Regions from separate parts of the Sus scrofa genome. Here region 1 is linked to region 2. A link is a contact called in public Hi-C data. All regions are on one chromosome and are shown on one strand. The core of a region is the stretch at or near the end of the contact, and the rest is flanking DNA. Distances in the headings are between cores, read along the strand shown.

The links. A called contact is a pair of places that touch in the nucleus more often than the background predicts.
Region 1: a Hi-C map of liver shows a contact between it and region 2, with 2.9 times the contacts expected there. The contact joins the enhancer-like site here to the promoter of CES3 in region 2. A contact is called at or near these places in 1 of 5 promoter capture datasets (liver), 7 of 47 Hi-C or Micro-C datasets (embryonic fibroblasts, fibroblasts, liver and 1 more) and 1 of 2 datasets of contacts at active chromatin or transcription factors (alveolar macrophages).

Annotation. Positions count from the first base shown.
Region 1 is chr6:27,662,077-27,665,003 of Sscrofa11.1, forward strand. It overlaps the pseudogene LOC110261349. Among named protein-coding and RNA genes, the nearest start is that of CBFB, 21 kb to the right of the region's middle. Within about 2 kb of position 1,410, at least 12 of the 83 cell types and tissues checked have an H3K27ac peak or open chromatin away from gene starts, as enhancers often do. A contact at or near this core is called in alveolar macrophages and liver, where this site is marked.
Region 2 is chr6:27,625,987-27,629,010 of Sscrofa11.1, forward strand. It overlaps CES3 (carboxylesterase 3), which reads left to right and starts at 1,726. Exons shown (of 14, transcript NM_001243625.1): 1 at 1,726-1,854; 2 at 2,964-3,024. The coding sequence starts at 1,773.

The DNA.
Region 1 (2,927 bases), core at 160-2,659, 36 kb after region 2:
CCCGGCCAGAACAGAGGTCTTTCTTGGGAGGCCTGGGGTTTGGCACGGAATCAGATGGCTGCTGGTGGGCAAGTCTCCTGGGGCTTCTTCAGGGACACGGCAGGCAGTTCTCATGCAGCAAAAACATAGGGGTAAGAATCATCAAAGAGGGAGACCTTCCTGGGAAGCTCCCTGTCTCCCTTCCCCCAGGCCAAAAACCCCTGGGGCTGCTGAGCCTGGGTCCAGTTACTGGTGTGCCCACCTCCGGCCCAGCTGGCACCCCATACCTCAGGGTGGATGTGGCTTCCCCAGCCAGAATATCACCAAGGAGCAATTACCACTGGTGATGGAGGAGTACCTGGGTGATATCGATGACCATGACTGGAAAATGTTACAGAGCCGTCTGGAAGACCTAGCTGGGGGCGCTACCTTTGGGCACTCCACGCTGTAGGCTGCCCGCCATCACTGAAGTATGTGGGGTCCCTGGGAGTGGGCACCCCCTGTCCACTCCTGCCACTGGACTTACCAAGTGCTCACCCATGCTCTCTGTTCCTCTGGGCTGGTGTAGGATTCCACGTGGCCACAAAAGAGGCAGCATGCTATCAACTGTGAGAGAAGAGGGGCTGTTCCCTGGGGCTGAGGAGGGCAAGACCAAGGTCCGCCCAGAGGAGACAGCCTAGCATGTTCAGGGAAGAACTGACAGACTTAGGGGCACCTTGGAGATCCTGCCCAGGCTGACCAGGGCTTGGGCAACATGTGGGTGAGAGGTCACAGGAGGGGCTGCAGAGGTAGACAGTGAAGAACCGTAAATGTTAAACAGAGAGAGGCAAGTTCAGAAAGGCTTCTGCGATCCTTGCCACAATCCCATGAATTATTTTCATGTCCTCAGTTGGCAGATGAGCTACAGCTCAGAGAGGTTGAGTGAGTTGCCCCAGGTCACGTGGCTAATGAATGGCATGGACAGGATTCAAATCTGCTCCCTTGGTTCTGAAGCCCAAGCTCTTTACCCAGCTTGATGCAGGTGGGTGGAATTCGTGGGTTGGATGAGAAGCCCAGGCCAGGCCATTTCCTGCAGCCCCTCTCAGTTTCCCTGTTCATAGATGCTGGCTTCCCTGTCTACGTGTACAAATTGAGCACCACACTCCCAGCATCATTACCAATCCCGCACTGATGGTGCAGACCATGGGGATGAGATCGGCTTCATCTTCTGGAGGCCCTTCTCCAAAGGGGCTACAGCCCCACCTGCCACCCACGCTGGACTTCCAGTCTCCCCACCTTTGTATTCTGACCCACCTTCCATTGCTGATCACATGTCAGCACCCCATGCTCTGTTCCAAACGCCACATTCCATTCTGCCTCCAGGAAGGAGAAGGTGCTGAGCCTCTGGATGATGAAATACTGGGCCAACTCTGCCAGCACAGGGTGAGTCTGGGCCCCTGACTCATCTGGGCAGTCATTCTAAACCTGATGACCAGCTGTTTCAGATACTTGTCCTTGCATGTCCCACAGAAAATGTGTGATCAACCCAAGCAGAATGTCCCATCTTTCCCTAGTCAGTCACCAGGTCCTCGATGTCCCTAGAATAGGTTCCTCTTTGTCCCATGACCACACTCTTCACTCACTCAAGCACTCCACAGTCACTGTCAATGCTCTCTCATGCCCAGCTCAATACTGGGAGCTGGAGTTCAAGGCTATCACAGACATGACCCCCTTCTCCAGAGGCTTGTTAATGTTTAACAGAAACATCAGGGGAGTTCCCGTCGTGACTCAGCAGTTAACGAACCCAACCAGTATCCATGAGGACTCGGGTTCAATCTCTGGACTCCTTTGATGGGTTAAGGATCCAGTGTTCCCATGAGCTGTAAGGTAGGTCTCAGGTGCAGCTCAGATGCCACGTTGCTGTGGCTGTGGCGTAGGCTGGCAGCTGTAGCTCTGATTTGACCCCTAGCCTGGGAACCGCCACATGCCTCAGGTGTGGCCCTAAAAGCAAAACAAACAAACAAAAAACATCAAATTACAATCTGGTTTAGTGAGGATTGTGTTGCGGGATCAGAGGCACTTTGAGAGCATCAAGGGGTGTCTGACCAAGCTGGGCTGTGGGGGGGTGGGGGGGGTTCCCTGGCAGAGATGCCTAGTTCCCCATCTCCACATTCTCTCTGCATTCTGTCCATCTTCCTATGACACTCAAGGGGTCTTTCTGAATTATCACCTCTTCAAACTCTGCATGGCTTCCCTCTGCTCCCAGGTAAAGTCCCATCCCCTTAGCTTGGCACAAAACTTTTTAAAACACTTCCTGTTTCAACTCCTCTCCGGATCCATCCTCTTCACACATTCCGTGTTTTTACCTAACCCTGTACTTGCGCTTCCTCCCAAAGCCCTGGGCCTTCATACCTCCAACCCTTTGCCCATACTGTTCCCTCTGCCTGGAAGGTGCCTCATTGCTATACGCTTTCCTCTTCTTTCTTGAAGATCTAAGTATCATCTCTGAAAAGCCTTCTTGGACCCCCAACTCCCAAGGCAAGGTGAATGAGGGAAGGGTGAGAGAAGGAGGCAAGATGAGGCAAGGTGAATGAGAGAAGGGTGAGAGAAGGAGGCAAGATGCACAGGAATAATCCTCTCTTCTGGGCAGAAACCCCAATGGTGGGAAGCTGCCCCACTGGCTATGTTACAACAAGGATGAGAAGTACTTGCAGCTGGATTTAACCACGATGGGGGTGTGAAGCTTAAGGAGGAGAAAATGGCCTTTTGGATGAGGCTGCACCAGCACTAAGGACTGAGAAGCAGGGCAGTTCTGAGGCTGGCTATGCAGGAGGGAGTCTTAGGGGTTGTCCCACCTCCCAGGCCTTGAGGAGATTAGCCATAGACACATCTGGGACAAGCATCTAGGCTCCCTGTTGCTTCAGTCTAGAGCCAGAGATTTAGCCTTTGTTTGGGGCCCTGAACCACCC
Region 2 (3,024 bases), core at 476-2,975:
TAGTCCCAGGACTCCCTACCTCTGACACTCTGGACACTAGGACACTAGATTTCTCAGGAGGAATGTCCCCTGCCTTCTGCCCACTGTGCCTAAGCCTAACTGTACAACTTCCAGAAGTTGTGCTTGAAGGATAGACATTCTGGCATTGCCCACTCTGGCCACCAGATGGCAGAAAAGTATAACCTTGAACTTTTCACCACTTGGCTGCACAATGCTTCCCTCCTACATACTGAAAGCATTTATGACATACATGCCTCTGTGTGTTTTTCAGTCCTGCATGTGCACAATGTAATTCCCAAATGTGAGTTCCCAGGACTAATTCTTGTTTTAACAGCTTTATTGTGGAATAATTTACTTACAGTTAAATTCACTGATTTAGGTGTACATTTGATAAATTTGGATAAATGTATGAGACATACAACCACCATCACATCAAGTTTTAAAATGCCTCTATTGCTCCAGAAAGTGTCTTTATGCCCTGTTGCACTGTTCTGACCCTGGCCTCAGGGCCAGTTGAGGGTAGTACCCTGCTTCTTCCCTGTCATTTGAAGATCCTCCAAAGAGTGGGTTTATGCAATGGTCGCCCCAACATACGCCCTGGGTATCTTCAGTCCTGGGGTCCCATGGCAGGGCTGCTCAGGCACAAGGTGCCGAGGCTGTGTAAGAGCCTCCTCCTACCACTGTAGGAAAAGGTTTGCTTGTTTTTCAAAGCATTAAACATAAAATTACCGTGTGACTGGCAGTTTCCTTCCTAGCCATGCAGCTGAGAGAAATGACCATATAGGTCCTCATAGAAATTTGTACTCATGTGTTTATAGCAGTATTATTTATAACAATCAAAAGGGAGAAACGACCCAAATATCCATTAGTGAACGAAAGGATAAGCAAATTATCATTCAGCCATACACTGAAATATTACTCAGTCATAAAGAGGAACACAATACTGATCTGTGCTACAACTTGGATGAACCTCAAAAACATGATGCCAGGGAAAGAAGCCAGACACAAAAGAGCATATATCACATGATTGCTTTATGTGATATATCCAGAATAGGTAAATCCACAGAGGCAGAAAGCAGATTAATGGTTATTGGGGGATGTGGGTAGTGGCTTGGGAGGTAAGGGGCAGGGGTGGGAATAGAGAGTGACTAATTAATAGGTACAGGGCGAGGTTAATGAAAGAGTTTTTATAACTAGATGTGGTAGTTGCACAAAATTGCAAATACATTAAATTCCACTGAATTGTATACTTTACAATGGTTAATTTTATAATATGTGACTTTAACTTCAATTGAAAAAAAAAAGAGCATCAACTTCAGTTCCTTCCATCCCACATCAGGGCTCAGGCGCTCCCTGGCAGGCAGGACCAGATACCAGCCCAACCCTAGGCCTGTTGGCTCACGCGGAGCAGGAATGGCACTGGGGTCATGGCCCTCGTGTAGGTGATGTGTGTGTCTCGCAATGAGTGTGCAAGGTCTCACGGAAGTCTTAGAGTCAGAAGAGGAGAAACTTGAACCTGGGGCTGCAGAGCTCCTTCTGTTGCCAGTCTGTCTTATCACTCAGGCCCCTGCAGGGCGGGTGCGCTCCCAGGCCCGCCCTCCTCCTCCCCCAGCCTGGGCACTAGATGCTGGTTCTTAGAGTTGGCCACCAGCCAGGCGGGGCGGTCCGCTGAGCTTTTGCTAACAGCCCTTTAGAGATTGGATGTCCCGAAGGTCAGGGAGCTGATTCTACGTGCTGCCACTTCTGCCCATAGTCAGTTGTAAGAGAGGAGCATGGAGACAGTGGTAAGAACTGCGTCCAGGCTCTTGGTCTGGGTGGCCTGTGTGCTTGTGGCCCTCTCTGCTGCAGTCACTGGTAAGACACACCTGCAGGACCTGCAGAAGTGGGATCTTCTGGGTGGTGGGAGGACTCAGAGGGAGGAAGCACGAGTGAGGGAAGGGAGGGCTGGGCAGCCTGCTCAGGGAGGAAGCCCTCCATGGGGAGGAATGCCAGGGTCATGCGTCTTCTCTGGGCAGGAACTCTGCCCTCGCTGTCATGTGGATCTCCAGAGCAGCCCTGCCCAGGGACTGGATTGTCATATTTTAAGGGGACCTAGGATTTGCCTTAATCAGTAAGATATGGCCATAGAAATGACTGTCATGAAAGGAAAAGTCTGCTCCCCATTGCCAGAAACAGGGGGCACGTCATAGCCTGCAGGGCTGCTCAGGGAAGCTGGAGTTCCTCCAGAAGCAGAAGGCATGAAGGGGAAATGTGGATGAGAGTTTCTATTGTTTGCTGGAGAAGAAACGGGTAAGGCAGGCCAAGGAGGTTTAGATGGTCTAGTTGGAATGACTTCAGCGGGCTCTGGGCATGGGGCTGTCCTTAGATGTCTAACCGTGGGGTGATTAGGGCAGGTAGCTAGTGGCCAGGAGTATCAAGGGCCCTCAGAAGAGGTGCCCTGGTGCAGGGGCTCTGAGTTGATTGGTTTGCATTTGAAGGCCACACTTTCCAGTGAGCTGTTGACCATTTCTGAGAACAGGCTAGCCCTGGGAGGGCAGGCCGTCCAGGGTTAGCAAGCTTCCTAATGTCAAAATGTAAGAATAGAGAAAATAAAAAGATGTATTTGTTACATCTTCTTCAGCAGATGAATAATCTGAGGTTTAGAGAGTGTGAGTGGCTGGCCCAAGGCCCAAGCCCATCTCCTACCCTCACCCCACAGTTCTGTGGGACCAAGGAGAGCTTGGTTCCTTCACTCGGGCTAGTCTGGCCTGGAGGAGAGAGGTAGTGATGCCAAGGCAGGGAGGAGGAAGTGGGGTTAATTGCGAGACTTACCTCACAGGCAGGCTGGGGAAGTTCAGCGAAGTGCTCAGAACAGGGCCTGGCAGAGTAGGTGCTCAGAGAGCCGACATTTAGGGAGTCCATCGGCTACCCTATCCTTTCATGGAGGCTGCAGACTCACCCCAACCCCTCTGTCCCGCCCTCAGGGCGAGAGGCCACTCAACCTGAAGTCGACACCACCCTGGGCCGCGTGCGAGGCCGGCAGGT